Regions from separate parts of the Rattus norvegicus genome. Here region 2 is linked to region 1. The links are chromatin contacts, called in public Hi-C maps. All regions are on one chromosome and are shown on one strand. The core of a region is the stretch at or near the end of the contact, and the rest is flanking DNA. Distances in the headings are between cores, read along the strand shown.

Region 1 (6,407 bases), core at 1,394-3,893:
GTTTGAGGAACTAAGGGCCAGCCATCGGTGTTCAGCTGTGGGCTGTCAGGGGACCTGGTATCTTAGTCTTTACTTCTTAGATTTCGTACCTGATTCCTCCCTAGAGAGGTCCTGGGAAATGTCCTTAGTTTCCTGTGGGAAGAATCTCCAGGAGGAAAACATGCTTAGGAAGAGAACTTGAATCTCGTGAGCACTCTGCGTGTTCTGGGCTTGACCCTGCCTCTTACACTGAAGAACTTTCTGGGTCCTCACTTACGCTGCCTGTGATACAGAGAATATGTTTCTCATGTTTCTGAGGGCACTGGGGTTCTATCACCTCGATACTTACGTGAAGGAGCAAGGTGTGAACCAGAACTGGTGGCTTGGTGGCCTGGTGGCCTGGCAGCCGCTCTTCTATACAAAGCCCTGTGATGACCTCATTCAGGACTCTAACTGCAGACACTAACCAAAGAGAAAGACATGGCCGGGGGTTGCTATTCCATTCCTCCAGATTTACATATTGAGACCAAAGCCCCCAGGGCCTCTAAATGTGACAATATTTAGAGAAAGGGCATTTATTTTTGTATTTATGGTTTATTTATTTACTTATTTTTTTTGAGACAGGGTCTCATGTAGCCCAGGCTAGACTCAAGCTCAATGTATAACTGAAGAAGGCCCTAAACATCTATCAACCTGAGTGCTGGGATCACAGGCCTGTGCCTAGCTGAGAAAAGACCTTCAAAGAGATAATTACCATGAGGTCATAAGCCCTACTCCAATGTGACCAATACGCTTTTATTGTATTGTTGGTTTTTTTTTTGAAATGAACTCTCACTGTGTAACCCAGACTAACCTGGAGCTTGCTATATGTAGCCCAGGCTGGCTCAGACGTTCGGTGTTTGACTTTTGCCTCCCCAGTGCTGTGATTACAGGAGTGAGCTATCGCATATAGCTTGTGGTTTAGACACAGGGGAACAACCAGGGGAAGACAAAGGGAAAGTCAGCCAGCCTCCAGAATTTCAATAAAGTAAATTTCTGTTGTGTGAATTTGCAACCAGTTTCCCAGGTCCCCAGTCCCCAGCCCCCAGTCCCCAACCCCCCAACCCCCAGCCCCTCCCCTCTGCACTCAGGATGGCATTCTGGGAAATACTGCAACTCTCCCCAAACAGAAGCTCTTCTTTTAAAATCCCCTTGCTCCCAGTCCCTACACACATAGGTGTGGATTGTCTGCCGGCTAGCAGATTGGAACACTGAACACGCCTCTCCAACAGGCAGAGACAATTCAAATGTTGATTTTTGCAACTGTCCTTCCTTCTGTTGAAACTTCCTGTTTCCGAGGAACAGAGATTTTTTTTTTCTTCACAGATCCCAGAGGGCGTCCAGTAAACCCAACAGCTATTACCAAATTGTTCTGGTTTTGATGAGCTCAATGGGCATGAATCAGAAGCAGGCAGACTACCTCGTTTCCCTTGAAATAGACTCGAATTAATGACAGCAGGGAAAGCACAAATATGTTTGGGACTTCAGTGACTGGAAGAAATGGGCAGTGATGGTGACCCAGGCCAGGTGGGGGGTGGCTTCGTGCTTCTGGAGGAACAGGGTCTGGGGAAGCCCCTGCAGAAGCCACCATAACACCCAGGGCCTGTGGGAAGGTTCACGCCTGGTCTCCTGTTCGAAGAAAAGAATCTCAAGGCTGAAAGTCCCTCCTGGAGTCTATGGCCTCCTGTGGTCTGACTGTTAGAAGGGAAGCCCAGTGATCTCCCCAGATATGTGGAAGACTGACAAAGATGGCAGGCTCTACACAGAAGCAGGCAGGCTTCCATTTGGGAGCCAGGAGCCCTGGAGTCAGATGACTCTCTTGAGAACTGACGCTGGCCAGGAATGAGTGACTTGGACTTGCCTGCTATTAAGGACCATGGTACTAGCAATGACAGCTCAGGAGCTGGGTGCAGACATCAAGCAGGGGATCCTCAGGTGTGGCAGGAGGGGGTTTCCAGGTGGCCACAAGCTACAGTCGCTCTGACTCCACTGCTGTTGACTGTGGGGTCTGGCAAACTCTGCCCTCCATTAAGGCTTACCCTTTCCACTTATCGGGGTGGACTCTCTTTCCTAGGGATCAAACTCAGGCCAGCAGCTTGGCAGCAGGAGCCCCTGTCACATTGTCACCATGTCTCAGGTGCCTGTCAGTTCCCTACGCCTCCTGAGCCCTCCTTCCAGCCTTCCAGTATGTACTCTTCCTCTTCCTCCTCCTGCTCACCTCTCCTTCCGTCCTCCTCCCTCTCCCCCTCCACCTATATTTATACCCTAGGCCTCCCCCGTTCCCTACCTTCCCTCCCGCTGGAGTCTTTCTTGGCCACTACCTCCTGTTGCCTCTGTCTGCCACACACTAGAATGCCTGTCTCAGGTCCTTCCGAATCCTGTACACACCCACACATAGCAGTGGCCTCATCTTTCCCCTTTGGGCCGTGAGCTTCCTCCTGGCCCTGGCAGTGATCTGTCTTCTGAAGCCTGGTCCTGGGCCTGAAGCATAATAACAACTCAATAAACGAGTGTTGAAACAATTAATGGCTTACTAAATAAATGACTGCTGCAGACACAAAGCCCATTCCTATAAATGAGTCACCACGGGCCCCAGCCACTGGACCCCGCCCCCACCCACTGACCCCAGCAAAACCCTCCTGTGATGATGTCATCATGACCCTTGGTTCCCAGAATCCTCCAGCCTCCTTCCTTCTCCGTCGTGCCTATCTACTTGTCATCCCCTCCCCCTCCTTCCCTTTCTCCTTCCTCCAGGGCACCATGTCTAAATAAGGCAAACCTCCTCCAGTGCTGGGGAGCTCTGGGGTTTTCATGCAGTCACCCAGGATATTGTGGGATGGGGTCAGGACATGCTCTGCTGAGAAGCAGGACAAAGTTCCCCAGTGACATTGGTGGATGGACAAGGAGACTTTGCTGCCCAGCAGTGGGTGCCCTCAAGTTAGCTGAGCAGGACTCAGAGAGGACCTAGCTCAGAAGGACCAAGGAAGCGTCCAGACAAGGCAGGGGCTTGGGAGAGTCCACTGTGGGATGCTGGTAAGGGATTTGGCCCTGAGATGCCTGCACCTCGCAAGCATCCCTGGTTCTAGGATCGGCATGTGACTGTCTCTAGACCTTGGATCAGGGCACTGTCCTCCTGTAAAACAATTCAGATGCCCAGGAGGATCCTGGCTAGTTCAGAGCACACTATAACCTCGTCCATCATTTTCTCCCTTCCCCCATTCTTCCCCCTCAATGTCATGAGGTGTTTCTGGCCTTAGTGTGGAGCAAAGAGGTAGCTCCTCTCAGAGTGTGGCCCTGGACCACAACCATGTTCCTGCACTTTCCAAGAGGACAGAAACCATGACCAAAGGGGGAAAAAGATGTCTATAAGAAAGTAATTCTTTTAACGTGTGTGTGTGTGTGTGTGTGTGTGTGTGTGTGTGTATGTGTGTGTTGCAGAAAATGGATTAGCACCACTTCTAGTTGGACATGGCCCATGCCTGTAATAATCCCAGTGCTGGTTGACCAGATGGCTCAGCCTAAAATGGCAGTTACCATGAAGCTTGACCACCTGAATCTGACCAAGAGACCCACAGGGTAGGAGGAGAGAACCAGCTCCTACAAGTTGTCCCCTTCTGACCTGCACCCGTAGCTGCACCCCTATAACAAAGTAGAGAACGCACGCCTGTTTGTCCAGCATACACAGAGACAAATAAATACATGTAATTAAAAAAAAATCCCCAGTGCTTGGGAACCCAAGGCAGGAGGATTGCCATGAGCTACATAGTGATTCTTTTTATGTAGCTTCTACAGCTGGAAAAATACTAAAATACTACGATTCTGAATAAACCAAGACAGGTCCATCTATCCTAAGATGTCTCTTGGCAGGTTCTTGTGGGGACTTCCAGCAGTATGGCCAACCCCACCTTCCCGATTCATTTCCTGGTCTGTGTCCTCGAGGAGCAGTGAGATCTGGCAGTTGGGACACCATCTCCCTCCTCATCCCCCATGCCTGTCACCAACCCTGGCACATAGTTGATGCCTTGTAGGTAGCACTATGGAGTTGATCCTCAAACTGGGACACCACAAGAGGGAAGAGGGTGTTATTAATAGTTGTGCCATCTGGAACCATATTGGACAAACAGGTGTCTGTCTGTTCTCTACCTTATGCATAGGTGTCTGTCCATCTGAACGAGGCTCTGTCTGACACTGAGGTGACTTCTGTCATACAGCTGCCTGCTTCTTTGCCAAAAATATTCATCTCGGTGCCAGGAACGGAGCCACAGGCTTCTTGTTCTTTAGAGCACGAGCTCACGCCAGCCTAAGGAAGGAGACACTCTTGTTAAGAGAGTCAACTGCGCTTAGAGGGGTTAATAATGCGCCTGAGGTCACACAGAAATAACAGAAATACAGCTGCATCCAATTCCATCTAAGTCAGAGTGTTCTAAGCCTACTGTGGAGCCCAAGGTGGGTCTGACAGGAGGCTGGCCAGGCTGGATGGACTGGGACTAGTGTCTCCCTTCCCTCCTGGACTCTCATGCCTAGTTGGGTTCTCTCTTCAGGGCAGATGGAAGAGGTGGACCCAGTTGGGTTGCAGCAGGCCTGAACTGGAGCTCTGTCAGGAAGCTGGCTGGGCACTTCCTCAGCTGGTCTCCACCTACCCTCCCGCAGGACCTGGGCCCTGCCAGAGACAAGCCAGACAAACACAGCTCACTGGTGCCCTCTGGTGTCTGACTCTTTTGGCCCCGTTGCTCCTCTAGGGAACATCACACTGTGTTCTCTCTGAGCAGGGCCCATGAGAGGGTCACCCAATGTAGAATCAGATTAGGACACCGAGCATGTCAGTAATGACTCTGGGATGGCAGACACAAGATGGGACTATTCCAGGCTGGGTAAGTCATGTGGTCATTCTATCTAAGCTTAGAACCATCTCGCTGTAACCTCCAGAACCCTCTCAGGAAACAGCCTGGTGAAGACACCAAGATAACATGTAAGTGCTTAGCAGGAAAGAGTAAGGAGTCATTGGCTAATGTGGTCAATGATTGACTATTAGTCTCTCTTAGGAGCAGTCGGCAATCTGGTGTTGCTCTGGGAGCCCATTTCCAGGGGTTCAGACAGGATAAGGTGCACCCAGAGCTGTCAATGAAGCAGGAACGAGGGGTCTGGTCTTTACATGGGCTGGGAGGGTGCTTCTGGGGCTCAGTCATGTGGCGTGAACAGCAAACTCAGCATTCTGGCCTGTGAATGGTCCAGATATCCCTCCTCTGGCAATTTAGGACCTTGCCAGGGCAGGGAGTAGACAAGGGAAAGCTCACTGTCGCTGAGACAAGACCATTTTGGTGTCAGCCTTTGAAGTGGTCCTCCTGTCCACTAGCCGTGTCCTGATGCTAACTGAGGTGACCTTTTCCCTGCTGAGTGTCCAGCAGGTGTGGGCGAGCATCCTTCCATGCCTCTGTTGCACACTCCGCCCTCCATTTCCTCCTCGAAGCCTCCATCCCCATCAACCTCTGGCTTCTGGCAGGATCAGGGATCTCTGATGGGAATTGGTCCAGGATGACCAGCAGCTGTGATACCCCTAAAACCAAGTGAGGTCTGGTACAGGTACAGGGCCTTGAGGTCCACCCTGTGAAGCTGCCAATCACAGGGAAGGTGCTAGTGACCAGAGCCAGGGTAGAGGGACCACCTCAGACAGTGAGCAGAGTATGAAGGTGCCTCAGGAAGAGGAAACAGGAAATGGCAGGACAGAACTCAGAAGGCCCCCATATGGATCTCAGAAGGCAGAGGTGGGAGTTGGGGAATGATAGAAATAGATTACCATGGGCTTCCAGGGGTAGGGGAGGGCAGAGTCTGTGTGGCTTGAACATTGTGTGTATGTAGGTTTGATCCAGAGGCTTGTAAGTGACTTTAGCAAAGACAAGAGGGGGACAGACACCATTTAGAAAGAATTCTTGCAGCCTAGGGGAGATGGCTCAAGCCTGGTGCCTTGTCCAAGAGAGAGGAGAAAGCTTCGGGTTGGTTTTGTGTTCCTCAAACCTGTTTGCCCACGTCTTTGGCATCTGTGCCCCGTGAGGAACCTGCAAGGAGCTAGGCATGTCTGGGCCTGAGAGTGGCAGTCATATATGAGGCCATGCACTTCCTGCAGATGCTCCCCTGCTGGGGTCACCAGGGGCCCCTTTCGAGGACCTTCTTCCTGGTCTTTGCTCACCAGAGCAGCCCAGAACCTCACACCATAGCAGGTGGCTCTGTTTTCTTCCTGCCCACCTGCCCCTTCCTCAGTGCCTTGGCTCGACACGAGTCTTCCTGCCCACACTCACTCTCACACTCATCCTTGAGCTTTGCATAGCCAGCCTCACACAAGTGCCTGTAAGCATTGAGTCTGGAGAGAGAGCTTGGGGTTGAGCTCGGCCTCT
Region 2 (6,232 bases), core at 636-3,135, 590 kb before region 1:
CTAGCACGGGGAAGGCGAGAGGGGGCAGAGAGAGCACTGCTGAGGGAAACAATCTGAGGGGGTGACAGTGGCCAGAGAGATCATTCTTTCAACCTACATTTTAGGTTGGTTTTGTGGTCTTTCTTAAAGTTTCTGGAACAGCCAGCTTCCCAAAGGGCATTTCCTTATCTAGGTGATGGACAGGGCCATTTGCATTAACTCTGAAGGGACAATTAGTATGTCTTTGCTCTTTACCAGAAAACCTCTAACTAGATAGTAATCCTATGATCTCGTGGACAGTTTCAGAATGTCATGGCTCCACCCAGGCCTGTTCTAACCTGTAATCAAAGTTCTGCAGTGTGGGTTCCTGACTCTACAAGATGCTGATTATGAGGGAGGGGGTCCATCCTCGACTTTCAAGCCTGCTAGAATCTAACAGCAACATCTATTAGTAAAAGACATGATCTGGTTATGGTAGGGAAAACCCGTAACCCCTGCACTTAATAGGCCGAGGCAGGAGGATCACCGCGTGATCAGGGCTGGTCCTGTTTACAGAGTGAGGCCCTATGTCAGCAAGCATCTTCGTGGTAACAACAGCAACAATAGTAATTTAAAAATAGAGAATTTGCACGTAATGATAGCTAATATAGCCTTTGAGGCAAGTATATTGTCCTAGGTCCTTTTTCTTTTAATTAAGAAAAAGTCGGGGCTGGGGATTTAGCTCAGTGGTAGAGCGCTTACCTAGGAAGCGCAAGGCCCTGGGTTCGGTCCCCAGCTCTGAAAAAAAAGAACCAAAAAAAAAAAAAAAAAAGAAAAGAAAAAAAAAGAAAAAGTCGTGGGGAAGAGGTGGCACACACCTTTAGTCCCAGCACTGGGGAGGCAGAGACGGGGCTCTCTGAGATCCAGGGCAGCCAGGGTTACATGGGGCTGGGGTGATGGCTCAGCGGTTAAGTGCACTCACTGACTGCTGTTCTAGAGGACCTGTGTTCAATTCTGAGCGCCCACAGGGCAGCTAACAACTGTCTGTAACGCTAGCTCTAGGAGAGCTGATGCCCCCTTCCGGCCTCTTCCAGAACTGGAGTTGTGAGCTACGTGATGTGGGTGTTGGAAACCAAACCTGGGTCTTGCAAGAGCAGTAGGTACTGTTAACTACTGAGCCATCTCTTTAGTCCAAAAAAAGTCTTTTAAAATACTTTTTAACATTTATTTGTTTATTTAGCACACATGCACGCGCGTGCACGTGCACATCACCCCTAAAAACCATAGGCCTACATGTGGAGGCTAGAGGACAACTTGCAGGGGCCTATTTCTCCTTTTACGTTGTGGGTACTGGGGATAAAGCAGTGTCGGGAGAGTGGGGAGGACTCTGGCAGTTGAGCACTTTTTTCCCCCATGGATTTGAATTTAAGGAGAGACTGTTGGGTGGAGCCTGGCTGGAAGGAGAGAGACAGCCTCCCCCAGATTTCCAGCTGCCCTGAGTGGTTGCCTCACAGGCTGTTACTTAACTCTCCTTACCACTTCCTGGGGTGGGGAAGGGAAGGGCAGAGTGTAGCAGCTGATGCAACAGGCCAAGCAAAGCTGGTGTTATTCTTTGAGGACAGAGGCAGGGCCAGCAGGGTTGGGCTGCTCTGGGCTGCAGCTGTAAGACTCTGCTCTCTGAAAGGTTTCAGCTTCTGCTCCTCTCCATCTTTATTACTGAAATGGGGCTCACCCTCTGATCCTCCAAAATTTTAGATGACACTTCGTCAGGATTCACCTACGTTCATTCACTGACTTCATCAACTTGGAGCCACGTCTGCTGGGAACACACACAGTGGGGCCTTCAGAAGGGGACAGTCTGATTGGAGGGCTTCCTCCCACTAGACCATGTTTCCCATGAGTTCTTCCAGGAGGAAATGGACCCAGCCAGAGGTTTCAGAATGTGTCAGATCCAAACTTTTCTTCTGTAGTGCCAAAGGCCTCAAAACACACCCTGGGGAATGCACTTTCTATTTAAGGCCACATCTAGCCATTAGAAACGAGCTATGAGGCATTTTCCTTTCTCCAAAGAACCTAGATAGCTTGAGCGCAGTAACTCAATCTCACACACACACACACACACACACACACACACACACACACACACACACACACAGAGAGAGAGATGGGGTGATGCCTCAGCCCTGTGTGTCTCAGGTGTGTGTGTGTGTGTGTGTGTGTGTGTGTGTGTGTACATACATATATACATATATGCCTGACAAGTGGGTAAAGGGCACTTGTCACAAGAGTCTAGCAACTTAAGTTCAATCCCTGGGGCCCAGTTAAAGGCAGAAGGAGAGAATTAATTTCATAATGCTCTTCTGACTTCCACTGATAAGAAAATAAATTACAAAACCAGCTGTGGTGGTACACAGAATTTGGCTGACCAGTAAGTTTCCAGGGTCTAAATGTATCTTCCCATGCCCAGTGCTAGGAATCCAGATGTGTGCCACCATGCCTAGAATTACTATTACTATTGTTGTTGTTGTAATTAATGGACATTCAGACACAGCTCCTTGAGCGAGAGCAGTAAGCGCCTTACCCCCTGAGCCATCTCACCAGCACGTGGGACATATATGTTGAATACAACATATAGAATTCTGTTCTGTGTGGGAAAATTCATTTCTAAATCTTTCCCCAGATCAGCTCATTTGGAGATGATTAATTTGGTTGATAATTGATTGGCTCGTTTTTCTCCGTGGCATCGAATACCTAAATTTAGAAAGAAGCCTTGAGCAAGGTAGCTTGTAATTTAGGTGCACATTTTATGATTATACATTTGTTCATATACAGTAGCATGCAATCAAATGTAATCATCTGGACAGCCCGAAATAGCGCAATTACGGTGTTAGTGCAGTGGAGCAGGTTGGGGGCCTTTTTGCATTAGCCATCAACCGACTTAAAGATGTTTTCTCTCGTTAACCTTTAAGTCTGGAGCTAATGAGTGACTCTGGGGACTGCAGACTACACTGAGGTGACCATGTAGTTCACCAAACACCAGATAAACTGGCGCATTTGTCGAGTTTGTCGCAAGTCACAGAAGGCATCTCCGGAAAGGCTTTGTCTCCGGCTGGAGAAGGAGCTCACTTCTCTTACCAAAGGCTGTGCCTCCTTTTGTTTCAGATCCCTAGTTGAAGGAGGACCCGGTTTCCCCTTCTAACTGTATACCAGATTACAGTTAAGCCATCTTTCAAAGCTGCTTCCTCCAAAAAGATGGTGTCTTAGTTAAGGTTACCACTGCTGGGATGAAACACCAAGACCAAAACAGCTCGGGGAGGAGAGGGCTTATTCGGCTTCTGCTCCTATATCACAGCTCATCGTCAGAGGAAGTCAGGACGGGAACTTGAAGAGGGCAGGAGCTGATGCAGGGGCCATGGAGGAGTGCTGCTTCCTGGCTTACTCACTTATGACTTGCTCAGCCTGCTTTCCTATAAAACCCAGGGATAGCACCACCCACTAAGGGCTCGGCTCTCCTCCGTCAATCAATTAAGAAAAAGGCCCTACAGCCGGATCTCACGTGGGCCTTTTCTCAGTTGAGGTTCCCTCCTTTCAGATGACTCTAGCTTGTGTCAGGTTGTCATAAAACTAGCCAGGGCAGATGGAAATAGACAACACTTGCATGAGATGTTGCAGGGTCCTTCGGAGGGTATCAGTCTAGAAGAGCACTACTTCCTACCTGCAGCTGGGAATTAGGGCTGTTGTGAAGGGCGCCTGCTTGCACTGTGGAGATGAGATGGGTGGGGACGTCCTTTTGCATAGGTGAAGCCTGAGGCAGACTGGCTTCCTTTGCCCTGTTCTTGCTTCTGAGATTCAGCACTTAAAGAACTGACACAGGGACCAAAGCCCCAAGGCAGAAGCAGTTACAGCTTTTCTTCCCCATGCAGCCCCTCCCCAGCTCCAAGTGAGTGAGCTTGTCATTTTCTGTGACTGGGTTGAGGTGATGATCGGGGTGGAACGAGGAAAGAAATCTAACCAGAAAATTTAATTTACGCAAGAGGCAGGAAGCTCTTGTCTGCACTGAGGTGGGCTGGTGTAGTGGCTAGAGGAGACTTCTGTCAGAAAAATGGCTACCTCTACAGAATGCTTTGTTGCTTTTAAGGCATTGAGAGTTAACATTTATTACTTCTGAATAATGTGTGTGCATGATATATGTGTGTGAGCATGTGTGTCTGTGTGTGACTGTGTGCGTGTGGAGGGGGACGGCTCATGTGCCACAGTGCATGTGTTGAGGTCACAGGACAATACTGTCATGTCATTCTTCTCCCACCTTTAGCCGAGTTCCAGGGATTAAACTGAGATCCCCATGATTGAGTGGCAAGTGCTTTACCATTGAGCCGTCTTCCCACCCTTGTTTGTTATTGTTATTGTTGTTATTGTTAGAGACAGGGTCTCAGGTAGCCCAGGCTGGTCTTGAACGTGTTAATTAGCCAAGGATTCTCTAGAGCTCCTAGTCTTCTGGCCTCTACTTCCCAAATCCTAGGATTATAGGCTAATGCCACCATGGCTGGCTAGCTTATTTCTGGACTTGTTACATGAAGGTAACCTTCATATAGGAAGAAAAGAAGATTCATTCACGTTACATTCCGAATAATTTTCCAAGACAGGAAAGTACTTTGGATAGAAAACCTTAAGCCACTGAATGGCCTCCAGTGTGGTTTTCTGAACTTTCACCATCTTGTGCACGGCAGAACATAGATGTAGTATTCTCAGGTGCCGGCCTTCATCTCCCTGGTTGTTAGGGTCAGAGCCTGGGCCCTGGCAGCCATTAGGGAGCTAGGCTCATCTACTTGTCCCCAGTGGAGACTTAGACAAGTTTCAGTGAAAAGGAAAACAAAAAGATTATTTAACGGTGGCCACACTGGGAAGAATAACAGAAGAGTAACGGAGGCCCCGTGCAGTGTCCACAGCTGTCTTAGGCCCTGACCTGAGGTTTAGGTTTAAATGCTCCATTGAAGAGGCTCTCGGGCTGAACCGCCTCCTTGTCTGCGCATGCTCCCTCTCACCATCATTTTCGAAGCTCCATTTTATCCTGCAAGGTGGCTGACAAGTTGGGAGAACTCCGTGAGACCTCTTTCCTGGAGATAAGTCCCCTTTGGCTGGCACGAAGCTTCAGCTCTTTCCTTCTTTCAGATTGAGATTCCTGGGGAAATTCTAACTTGGGGGGGTCCATTGTTTCAATAGTTTCGTGGGCACCGGGAGGGGCGCGCATGTTTCTTTAGGGTATCTCCACCGCCATCAGGATGGTTGTTAAGGTTCCTTTTGTGTTAATTCCACACGAAGAACAAACTCCAGGGCTGGAGAGTGGAGACATCAAATTGTAATCCCTTTTCCCTGGTTTAGTTTGAAGATAGGCTGGCTTGTCACATGCAAGAGGATTTTTGTGTGGGTTCTCAAAGTGCCAAAGTGCTGTTCTAATGTCTTTTGACTCACATCCAGCCGAGTGACTCAGTTCTGGCCTCATAGACCCTCCACAGGCTCCCTCTCCCTCCCTCAGGGGTGCAGGTGTGTCCCCATGTGGGGCGGAGGCCAGGAAACTAACCACAATCTCCTGGCTAGGAGAACATGCTCTTGCCTTGCAGGCAAAACAGGGCAAAAAAGCAGGCAGGCAGAATCTCAAACCACAGAAGCTCCACTTAGGTCATTCTTGTGAACATGACAACTGCTTGTCTCTCTAAGTCAACAAAAAGAAACATAGACACACTTGAAAGTGGCTTTAAAAGACTCAAGAGTTAGCAGGAGTGTGTCAGCCTGCCCCTGTTCTTCCAAAGCAAGAAGTTAATTAGCCCTCTTTCTCAACACCGCACCCCCAACTCCCAAGGCTGATCATAAGGGGTCTGTAGTAGAGAAGTTGAATACCAGGCAATTAAGTCACTTTTTCAGCGTGGGATTCACTCCCTATTCCTATGGGCTGCATACCAGGCAGGAACTATCTTCAAATTCCGTGGAGAAGCTACAGAGACAGGGTCGGGATTGTTTCTCTGCTTTCCAGGCCACTTTAAAATAAGGTCGGTAAAAAGAAACGTCTCCCTCCATTTCAGCTAGGCAATCTGCGTGTGCGACAGGGCGTTGTGTGAATGTGTGCGAATGCACACAAGGGTAGAGGTAGGTGTCGTGAGTCCCCTTTAGTTGCTCTCTTATTACATTCTTTATGGATTTATTGTGTGCCTATGAGAGATTATACGTGTGGGTGCATCGTGCTGCACTGCCTGTGTGGAGCTCACAGGACAATCTGTGG

Evidence for each region. Hi-C and Micro-C count contacts between places; a contact is called where the count stands out from the background.
Region 2: a contact with region 1 is called in a Hi-C map of Schwann cells, with 4 times the contacts expected there. The contact joins two enhancer-like sites. A contact is called at or near these places in 11 of 12 Hi-C or Micro-C datasets (the A7r5 cell line, the Rat2 cell line, Schwann cells and 7 more).

The regions. Positions count from the first base shown.
Region 1 is chr6:29,975,492-29,981,898 of GRCr8, reverse strand. It overlaps the pseudogene Pym1-ps2. Among named protein-coding and RNA genes, the nearest start is that of Plb1, 49 kb to the right of the region's middle. Within about 2 kb of position 2,643, at least 8 of the 93 cell types and tissues checked have an H3K27ac peak or open chromatin away from gene starts, as enhancers often do. A contact at or near this core is called in the A7r5 cell line and Schwann cells, where this site is marked.
Region 2 is chr6:30,561,059-30,567,290 of GRCr8, reverse strand. No RefSeq gene overlaps it. Among named protein-coding and RNA genes, the nearest start is that of Mrpl33, 10 kb to the right of the region's middle. Within about 2 kb of position 1,885, at least 24 of the 93 cell types and tissues checked have an H3K27ac peak or open chromatin away from gene starts, as enhancers often do. A contact at or near this core is called in the A7r5 cell line and Schwann cells, where this site is marked.